Linked DNA regions of Mus musculus: region 1 is linked to region 2. Evidence: chromatin contacts called from public HiChIP or PLAC-seq data. All regions are on one chromosome and are shown on one strand. Each heading gives the region's core, a stretch centred on a gene start, on an enhancer-like site or on the middle of the called end of the contact. The rest is flanking DNA. Distances are from core to core; before and after follow the strand shown. Region 1 holds the start of Pkp1 (plakophilin 1). Region 2 has its middle 30 kb from the start of Tnnt2.

Region 1 (5,389 bases), core at 1,653-4,152, 53 kb before region 2:
TGGTCCTCTGGGGGAGACTAGAACGTTCCTTTCTCCTTTCTCATAGCACAGGAGACCTTGGTGTCACCATTGGCTCAGCTTCTAAGTGTGTTTGCAGCATGAAGAATAATACCTTTCAGAGTGGTTTAGGGGCTTGGGGATCAGATAAAGAAGACATTCAAAAGAGAATGTGCTGTTGTGCGCAGTGGGGGCCCGGAGAAGCAAGAAACACTGCTCAACTCCCTGTGAGACCTTAAGGGCTCTCTCATACTTCAAGCACTGAACAGAGCACCTGAGATCTCCCTTCCCTATAAACATCGCAATGAGATCACAGCTCCAGAGCTCCATGAAGATCCATCAGAGCTGCCCCTCACTTTACAGATGTGGTGCAGGAGACAGAGGATGTCACAGAGACAGCAAGACACAACACAAGGGAGGATAGTGACAAGCATGCCTGACTTCCCAGTGCCGGAACTGTATATGCAATATTACACACACACACACACACACACACACACACACACACACATATACACACACACACACACACATATACATACACACACACATACATATACACATACACACACACATACATACACACACACACACACATATACATACACACACATACATATACACATACACACACACATACATACACACACACACACACACACACACACACACACACACACACATATATATATATACCCAAGGCGTTGAAAGGGTTCAGAGCCCACTGCTTGATAAAGAAATCTTAAGGAAGCAGCCAAGTACTGCCACATTCTGGACCCAATTGTTCTGCCAAACTTACAGTGCCTCAGTTTCCGAATCTGAAAAGAAATGGTGATGGTGATGGTGCCAAGTTCATAGGATCATTGTAAGGGTGGCATGGGCCACATAAAGAGAACCCATAGCCCCAACTGTAAGCACAGGCTTGTAGGAACATAGTGCAGATGCTTCCTATTGCTATTGGTGCGACAAAAAATAATGTCAATATCCAAATCATAAAGCAGAAGCTAGACAAATTGAACTTTACACCCGGAAGCGGTTTTTTAAAGGAAATCAGTTTGGGCTTCCACGGACTTGATTTTCATAAGAATATGAGCTACCCCATCACCTGCTTCAGGGCCCTGTGTATTACAGAAGATAGCAGAATTATCATTATTTAAAGACTCAATTAAGGTTTATTGTGGCTAACATGTTAGGTCTCCGGTAGTCCAAGCGTATGCTATAATGGAGTTGCATTTTTATAAGCTGTTGTGTGTACTTTATAGTACACTTGGGCCCTCATGGAACCGATGTGTACAGCATTTAATGCCTATTTTATAGGACTTTTAAGAGAGGCTGGGTAGTGGGAAGGAGAAGCAGTGGCCCAGGAGCCACCAGGCCCGGTTAGAAGAGAGGCTTTGTCACTTACCGGGAACAAGCTGCCTCTCTTCTTACCATTAACATGTGGGGCCAGGCTGTGATGTGTACAGCAGTCTGTGGCTGGATGCAGACTCTCAAACGTGGAGTGGTGATAATGGATTGAAGGTGTCTCACTTTAGTCACCAACAATGGCATGTTTGGGCTCACATCTGTCTCGTTTGTTTGTTTGTTTGTTTGTTTGTTTGTTTGTTTTAAGAACACAACCCTCAAGTATAGCACTGTTTCTAGAGGAAGCTAAGGTCTGCTTTATAGCAATCTGCTGTGCAGGTGGTTCCTGTGACTGACGTCTGGAGAACAGCCGAGCTGCCTGTATGTGGTACCCACCTCTCTGGAAGAGAGGTGACAACCATCACGGGGTTGCAGTCAGTCTCCTTGGTGCATAAGTAGCAACCAGTCTTACTTTGTGATTTCTATGCAGATTAAAGGAGCAAGCAGAAGAGGACTCCTGTGGGCAACAAGGTACAGCTACACCTGAAGGCAAAACCAACGGCATTCAGTCACTGAGACCCTCAACCTAAGCTGACAAGATGTCACGGCTGCGCACATCAGTGATGGACACCCAGAACCAGAAACCCGAGGCATCAAGAAATGCATAAGATATTTCCAGTATAGCTTCAGTGGGTAAAGCAGGGTGTGATGCCTTTAAGAAAGATTGCCATCAAAGTGCTTTTAAGACTCAGCTGCTGTCACACACCAAATGCACTGCTGTGTCACCCTCCATCGCTCAGGAGGGTGCCACATGCTTGAAACATCCCCACACACATCCCAAGGTTGTGTGCACATAGAAGAGAACACACACAGTCCTTGGCACATAGTAGGGAGTTTTTCCAGTAAGGGTCTGAGTAGGTTTCAAGTTAGTGTTTATCTCAACTTCTCATTGGACGCCAGGCATTGGTGTGGGGGTAGTACATGCCTTTTCAGAGAAGGTCCATTATTGACAGGATTTCTGTGTTGGGTGTATCCACAAGTGAGTGTTACTTTGTGGGTTGTTTTGTTTTTTAAGTCTTGCCTTGCCCCTGCCCCTGACTTCACTCCCTTCAAGCTAAAGGCACTCTCTTTGGCCAGTGGCAAAAGATCCCTCATCCATCAGCCTGAGAGCTCCCAAGGAACAGGGCTGGTCTCTGACATGATCTCAATGCTTGAGGGTCGCTTTGCTTTAGGGGGCGAGGGGAGGCGGAGAGGGGGAACTGAGCTAGAAGAGCTCCCTTTTCCTCGACAGAGGTCCCCCGTTGGTCCTTAGCTGAGCACGCACTTTCTCCTGGAGGCAGCAGAAGCAGGACCCAGGGGCGTCTCCCCTGGACGTCACCTGGAGAGGAAGGACGAGCCTGGGAGCATTGCACACCGGGCACTCCCCGCCGCCCAGCACACACACCCCAGCTCCCTCCTGGCAGCCACAGTGCCCTGCAGCTCGCGTCTGAGCGGCGGCCTGCGGAGTGGGTGGCGCAGGGCAGGGGTGGTATATCCTGTCTGACGGAGGGCGGGTCCGGCCAGTGCCTACTGAGGGACGAGCCGGGGCGGAGGCGCCAGGAGCAGCAGCCGGGAGCCCTCACGCGGACCAGCGCTCTATGGCCAAAGGGAGCCGCTGAGAGGAGAACAGGCGCTCGCTCGCACCCCGGCTCGCACTCTCGCTCCCCTGGCCCGCACTCGCACCCTCGGCTCCCCTGGCCCGCGCCTCCCGCCACCATGAACCACTCTCCGCTCAAGACCGCGCTGGCGTACGAATGCTTCCAGGACCAGGACAACTCCACGCTGGCTTTGCCCTCTGACCAAAAGATGAAGACCGGCACGTCGGGCAGGCAGCGCGTGCAGGAGCAAGTGATGATGACCGTCAAACGGCAGAAGTCCAAGTCTTCCCAGTCGTCCACCTTGAGTCACTCCAACCGAGGTAAAGGCGCGCGGGCTGCGCGCGGAGCCCTTGGGACGGTGCGTCCCTCCCGATGCGCTTCCGTCGCCCCGTTGGGGACTGAATGTCAGCCCGCTTTGACGGAGTCTGTGAAGAGTGCCCACATCTCAGCAGTCAGGCCATTGCCACAGGGTGGACCCGGCCGCCCCCAGCTAGCCTGCTGCTGGGGATTGATGGCACGCTGTGGGTCAGGATGGGTAGCTCACTGGGGGACACAGCTGGGATTAACTCCTGAATCCAGATGGCTCTCTTTTCCCAGTCCTGCTTCAGGGGCACCAGCCTCCGATTATCTTCAAGTGTCTGTCCTAAAGTTTCAGACCCGGGTGCTCTCGCCTACCTCTCCCCACATCCTCTCATTCATGTTCCTCAGGCTTTGCAATCGTCAAAACCGGCTTGCGCCCAATAGGAGAGAGACAATAACCCTAGTGAAGGTGGTGTTTGAAGGAGGAAAGGGAGCGACTCAATTACTGTGATGGAGTTTGGTTCAGGAGAGGCATTATGGAATTGGGGGGGGGGTCAGGGAGCGCCCCCTACACACACACACACACACACACACACACACACACACACACACACACACACACACGTCCCTGGGATCCCTTGATATTTTACATAGAGTCTCTAACCAAACCAAAGATGCAAATCTGACTAGAAGACTATCATGGGGCCAGTTCTCTGTTAACAAGGAAGGAGGTGTGAGTGCTCACTCTCTTTCTCTAATCCTTAATACAGAGCCCCCTTCCCCTGACCCACCTTAAGTAGAAAATAGTGTCAAACCGGAACCAAAATGGATTGGGGGGGCACCACTCCCAGTCTCAACTGAGCCCTCTTCACAGTGAGTTTGGGCTTCCAGTCCTGTCCTCCCCGATGGCCCTGATGTGTGAGTGACAAGCCTCAGTTTGGGGGAGGCCAGGAGAAAGGGACCAGGTCCCTGAAGCTGAAGGTGGAAAGTGCACCTGACAAGGTGTTACAGGTGGGAATTTTAGAGTGAAATTTTCATACAAAGGATTCCCAGTAAGAAATATGCTAACCTTTGTTTAACAAATATCATTAGCAAAACTTGAACGTATTTGTTTTTATTATTTAACTAGATGGAGTAAAATGCTAATAAAAGTCCAGGTCAAACATGCTTATAGAGACCTGGTTGGGGGAGGGGGAGGGCGATGGGTAAAGGGACAAGGAAAAAACAAAGGAAGTAGACTTCTGCCACCCCTCCAGCGAGTCAGCAGGCCCACACTCTCTGCCCCTGGCATGTGTCCTCTTTCCTCTGTTCCCTAGTGATCCCTTGGTAGAACTAAGGAAGAGAAAATGGCTGTTGGCACACTCTGCCACCTCCCACACCAAAAAAGCTCTGCTGCTCCCGGTGCCCTTTGCCCCTGTCTGGGCGCCTGGCACCTCTCCTAACAGATGCGCACTCCCTTGCCTAACTCCCCTTTTATTTACCGCCTTTGTCACTGCTTCATTTGAAAGCAGGTTTGCAGTGACAAAGGGCCTCCTGGAGCCACAGCTCAGGGCACAGCTTAAGGCCACCCACTCCTCTCTGCTTAATGCCTGACCTTGTCCCTTTCCACCCCCCACCCCCCTCTTCACACCCCCTCCCCCCTGCTCTACCTGTCTCAGCTTCCAGATCCTAGAGCCAGGAAAATCTCAAACCTGGGTTCAGGGCCCAAACATCCCTTCTCCCTAACCTATCAGGGCGTTCCCTGACATCTGTCATCTCAAAGTGCTGCTTCTAGCTTGGGCTTTGTGGGTAGCCATCTGATGATGTCTCTACCAAAGGTCCCCCAAGGGGATTCATCCAGGTGAAGGCTTAGGGCTGACCCTGATGCCTCCCAGTGCATACTTGTCCAGAAACTCTCCTGGGACTGGCCCTGTGGGTGTGTCTGCTCTAACCTCAGCCTCTGGGGAGGTTCCCAAAGGGGGCCAGTTCTCCCAGCTGGAATAGGCGGTTGGGGCACTTGGAGCTGGTGTGGCTGGTTTATCTGGCTTTGTTTTCGTCAGATTTCTCTGTCCTCTTCATCTGAAACGCCCAAGTGTGTGTCTGCTGCACAGCCATTCTGCACTCTCTTTCTC
Region 2 (4,986 bases), core at 1,995-4,494:
AAAGCCGCAGCGAATCAGGGTTCACAGAGCCCGAGACAGCACAGGATTGCACATCCTATGAGGGGTGGTTGCTGTGCAGACTTGCAGGAAAATAAGAGTTCTGATTCACAGACTAGCTATTAGATGCCAGGAACTACCACATGCATCATCTAGCCCAGAGCTGGCTGGTTGGGTTGGTTAGGATAGAGAGCTAATGAGCCAAGGGCTTCAAGGCAAGGAATGTCTCCGTGACCCCAGCATGTCTTCTCCACCCTCACTAGTCATCCTGCAGACAGCTGCTGGGTCAGCGTGTGTGTACGTCACGGAGAGATAGGTTGGCCATCTTGAGGAACCTCCTGTGGGGGATCAACAGCGAACCCCATACCTTATGCTTCTAACATGCTACTACTGTCTCTCTGTGAGTCAGCCTTTAAGAAATTTTACAGTGGCAGGAGATATAGCTTAGTTGGTAGGGGGTTTACCTAACATGAACAAGATCCTGAGTGCAGTCCATAGCAATGCATAAAACTGAGTGTGATAGTATTTGCCTGTACTCCCAGCACTTGAGAAACTGAGGCAGGAAGATTGTAGAAATAGGCAACCCTGGGGGTAGGAGGGGGCCCTCCAGAATGTACCAGAGGCCTTGGAGGTGACTCAAAGGGAGGTACTTTAGATGAAATGCCCTACAGTGGGTAGAGGGAATTTGTAGAGTCCACCTCCAGCAGAAAGACAGGGCATCAAGTGAGGGACTGGGTTACCAGCCCACAATCAAAAACTCTGACCCATAATTGTTCCTGTCTGAAAGAACTGCAGGGACAAAAATGGAGAAGAGCCTGAGGAAAAGGCGGTCCAGTGACAGGCCCAAAGTGGGATCCAGCTCAAGGGGAGGCCCCAAGGCCTGACACTATTACTAAGGCTATGGTGTGCTCACAAAAAGGCACCTATCATGATTGCCCTCAAAAGGCCCAGCAAGCAGCTGAAAGAGTCAGGTGTAGATATTTGCACCCAACCAATGGACAGAAGCTGCTGACCCCTGTGGTTGAATTAGGGAAAAGCTGGAAAAAGCTGAGGAGAAGGATAACCCTGTAGGAGGACCAGCAGTTTCAACTAACCAGGATCCCTGAGATCTCTCAGACACCAACCAGGCAGCATAAACCAGCTGATTTGATTTGAGGCCCCCAACACATACATAGCAGAGGACTGCCAGGTCTGTCCTCAATCAGAGAAGATGCACCTAACCCTTGGAGCACCAGGGAGTGGGGAGGTCTAGTGGGGTGGGAGTGGAGACATCCTCATGGAGATGGGGGGGGGGATGGGGAGGAGGTTTGGGATGTGAAATAGTCAGAGGGTGGCCATGAGGGGGATAAAATCTGAACTGTAAAAAAAGATTAAACAAAAATTTTTAAAAATCAATAACAAAAAAATAGGTGCTATGGGGCAGTGGATATGGTGTTAATAAGGGCCTTTCTGTGAGGCTTTTTGGGGATGCGGAGCAGTTATTGGTCTGAGAGAAAATACTGTTGGAATGAGAGGTCTTTGTGAGAATGAGAGAGGTTAGGATCTGGGATCCAAATGACAGCTGTGGCTAGCCAGTCATCGGCAGTCACAGGCACAAGGGTAGGCTAATGTGGTGGGAGCTGATGTGGTAAGAATTTTCAGCCTCTTCTCTCTGTGTCGTTTCCACGTTCTTGATGAGACACGAAGCCTAATCGAGACCCAGGGGGAGGATAATGGGGACACATTAGTATCTGGAAAAAGGGAGAAGCCATGAACGAGAAGGAGCTCCCTCACGGTCATGAACTTAAGCTCCAATGAGCATCACTGTCTCCCCATTTTGCTGCCACCTAGGTGACAGGGTAGAGCAAGGACAGAGCAATCAGGGATGTTCTGGGCAGGGACAATGAAGCAAGCCAAGGACAAAAGAAAAGGGATGTGACAGACAGTGAGCTTTAATCTGATTAAAGGAAAATAAAGCATGCGAAGGCTGAGCAGTGTTTGAGATTCAGCTAACGGACCAGCAAGACGCTCGGTGGGTAAAAGAGCTCACCACACAATCCTGACAGCCTGGACCCACAGTGGAGGGAGAGAACCGGCTCCCAAGACTTGTCCCCTGTCTTCCACACTCATACGTGACATGCACATGCTTGAGCACATACGTTAATAATAACAAATAATTAAAATTAAGGTGAGAGGGTGCACAGAGCACATGAGGACGCTTGAGCTGTACATTACAAAGTAACGGCCCCAAAGTGCACTGCTTCAAATTGAAAATACAGAGAAATTGTGGTTAACAGTCTCAGACAACTATGGGAGTGACTGGACCAATTAAGCTCTGGGAGAGACTGGGGACCGAGAAAACAAGATGGCGGAAGGATCAGGCAACAACGATAAGAAAATCTTTGGAGCAGAGCAAGTATTGAGAGAAAGTGATGGTAGATCTAAAACTAAACTCGGGGAAATGAGAGGGGTGTCCTGGGATGTCTATTGGTGATTACAGCAGAAGGGACAGTCATGGTGTCGTGTGCAGACAGGAGATGATGTGTTTTCGATATTGAAATAAAGGCTCCAGAATAGCAGCACACCTCATCTCCAAGACCAATGTGTAGACATCTCCAGGCTGATCACAATCGGCAGCTGGTGATGGGTGGACTCCCTTCCAAATATTCTGGGTACCTGAGAATCCAGGCTTGGAGATTAGAGATGGGCTTACATAGCCCATCCCTAGGGTCATCTAAGGCTAAGGCCTGCAGACCGAATAGCCTCTGCTGGCGGCTAGTCTACCTCTTAGTAAGGTGGGTGGGGTAAAGAGGGTCTCTGGAGGCTGGTGCAAGGGACGCCATAAACACACCATGTCAGTTCCCACCTGCTTATGGGTGGTTTTAAAAACACAGGTTGAAATGGAGGGAGAGATGCGGGTGTGCGGAGGCAGAGGAGGCGGTCTGGATCTTTAGCAGATGGCCTGGCCAGTATCTATTGCTGCTGCCTGTTCAAGGGAAACGGAGATCGGAGAGGAGAATGCTCACCTGGTAAGTACGCACGCACGCACGCACGTGCTGTGACTCAGAGCCCCACAAAATTCAAAACTAGCCTGAACCACAGGTGGTTTGGGTTTGTTTGCCTTTAAGAGATGAAGGCTGATTGCAGTCGATACACGCCCATTCTCCCAAACTAGTGATTCTGGCCTCATCTTTCATCCTCCCTTTCCCATTCCGGTAGCAAGTCTTCTCATCTCCACACAGTGCTAACCACTGCCAGGGATCGGCAAGCCTGGCCCGTTCCTTGCTCGATGCTGCCACCTCCTGGCTGACCTCACTCCCACACCAATTCAAGGCCACTGAATGTGCCTCTGGGAAACTGATGTGTAGTAACGCTAACTGCACCCTCCACCTTTTGGGAAACATCTGCCAACTCTTTGGCTCTCAGGCCAGCCTCTGTCTTGTCTCCTGGTTCTCTTCTTTCTATCCCTGGGCTTCTCCTATGACGGCATCTCCTCAAGGGTAGCATGGATTCAATCCCACTGTCTCTGTTGTTTCTGAGGCCTGATGCATCCTTTCTCAGTCTGTTCTCTAACCATAAAACCCTATTCATCCTCTGAGAGCTGACTGCCACGCTGTCTAGGAGGCCTTCATGTTTGTTTATAAAACTCCGAGGCCCGTGTGGTACCCTGCCTTGTGCCTGTGGGATGATGACCTACTCATCCCTAGTGTCTCAACACTAGCCTAGAGTCCATCCCAGATGGTGGGCTCAGCACTCTGTGAGCTGAAGATGGCTGAATGTAGATTCACAGCCTTGCCCAGCAAACTGATCTCAAAAGCCTTCCTAACTCCCTTCATACATGTTGACCATAAAGATCTCCTCCATTTCAGCTGTCTCTCATAGCCAGCTTCCAACTCTCAGCTCTACAGGGAAGAGACCACAACATGTGCTGATTGCCCGAAATGCCCTGCTCCTATGACATCTCCAGCTGCCCTTGTCTGTCACCACAGCGGCCATGGAGAGTCGGTCTCACTTCCTTCTCTAAGGCAGCCATTCTGTGCCTCTGAGTTCAGCCATCCCTTAAAGTTGTGGTCCATGTTCCTCGTTGTCACGGTCACCTTCTCTGAGTAAACCTCAAGCTGACATCCTTTCTCTTAAGATCTGGAGCATTGAATAAAGGAAGATGCAAAAGATTCGATCTACAGGTATCAAGTGGGGCTGGGAAAGCTGAGGTTTGGAGCATCCATTTCTAGTGTGCAATGCAATTCAGGGCCAGAACCAACAAGTGGGGGTAGGTCCAGGACCCCATTCCTTAGAAATTCATGTGAAAATCTCTCTCCCTCCTTCACTCATTCACTCAATCAACCAATCAATTAATTAATCAATCACCCCTTGCCTCCCTCCCTCCCCTCTTGTGAAGCTCAGGATAGAACCCAGGCCTCTTGCATGCTGGGTAAAGCCTCTGCCGCTGAGTGACACCTTCAGTCACTGAGGGTCGCTTTTGAGGACACCATCAAGCTCCTTCAGCCTTCATTGGCAGCCTCCATAGAAGCTAATGGAGAGGAAAAGACAAAACGTGTGATAGATGTTGCTATTTAGAAATGGGATTACCCAGACTTCATGAATTCTGCTTTCGGATATGTTTATTCTCCTGTTGTTATGAATATAACAGGGAAGAGTCCCGGGTGGCACACAAATGTCATCTCTGTGTAGCCATCAGGAGATGGATCACCACAGTCGTTGCCCAGTCTTGGAAACTTCAATAATTTCCTTGCTACCAAAATAAGGGGAGTTCCCAAGGTCCCTCGGTGCTGCCAGATTATGTCAATGCCTTATGATCTCAGAGTGTCAGTCCTGGGTCTCCTGTCGCCACAGACCCCATGATCCCCAGAATGTCTGCAAACCCCAGACTTTGGCCCCATCTCACTGGCTAGGGAGAGAAACGCTCTCAGTATTGCGTTCTTGCAGGTTCCCAGAACTTCCCTGGCCCAGCCTCCTCAACCAAGCTGCTAGTGGCGGGGGGGGGTGGTG

The links. HiChIP or PLAC-seq counts read pairs in DNA pulled down with a chosen protein or histone mark.
Region 1: a FOXA1 HiChIP or PLAC-seq map of pancreatic cancer cells shows a contact between it and region 2, with 3 times the contacts expected there. The contact joins the promoter of Pkp1 here to the enhancer-like site in region 2. A contact is called at or near these places in 20 of 39 promoter capture datasets (the 3T3-L1 cell line, the C10 cell line, the HPC-7 cell line and 11 more), 5 of 484 Hi-C or Micro-C datasets (cerebral cortex, cranial neural crest, differentiating embryonic stem cells and 2 more), 5 of 115 datasets of contacts at active chromatin or transcription factors (the NIH/3T3 cell line, embryonic stem cells, intestinal crypt epithelium and 1 more) and 3 of 9 other capture datasets (adipose tissue, liver and pancreatic islet).

The regions. Positions count from the first base shown.
Region 1 is chr1:135,916,720-135,922,108 of GRCm38.p6, reverse strand. Pkp1 (plakophilin 1) reads left to right here and starts at 2,902. Exons shown (of 14, transcript NM_019645.3): 1 at 2,902-3,298. The coding sequence starts at 3,097.
Region 2 is chr1:135,864,014-135,868,999 of GRCm38.p6, reverse strand. No RefSeq gene overlaps it. Among named protein-coding and RNA genes, the nearest start is that of Tnnt2, 30 kb to the right of the region's middle. Within about 2 kb of position 3,244, at least 18 of the 459 cell types and tissues checked have an H3K27ac peak or open chromatin away from gene starts, as enhancers often do. A contact at or near this core is called in pancreatic cancer cells, where this site is marked.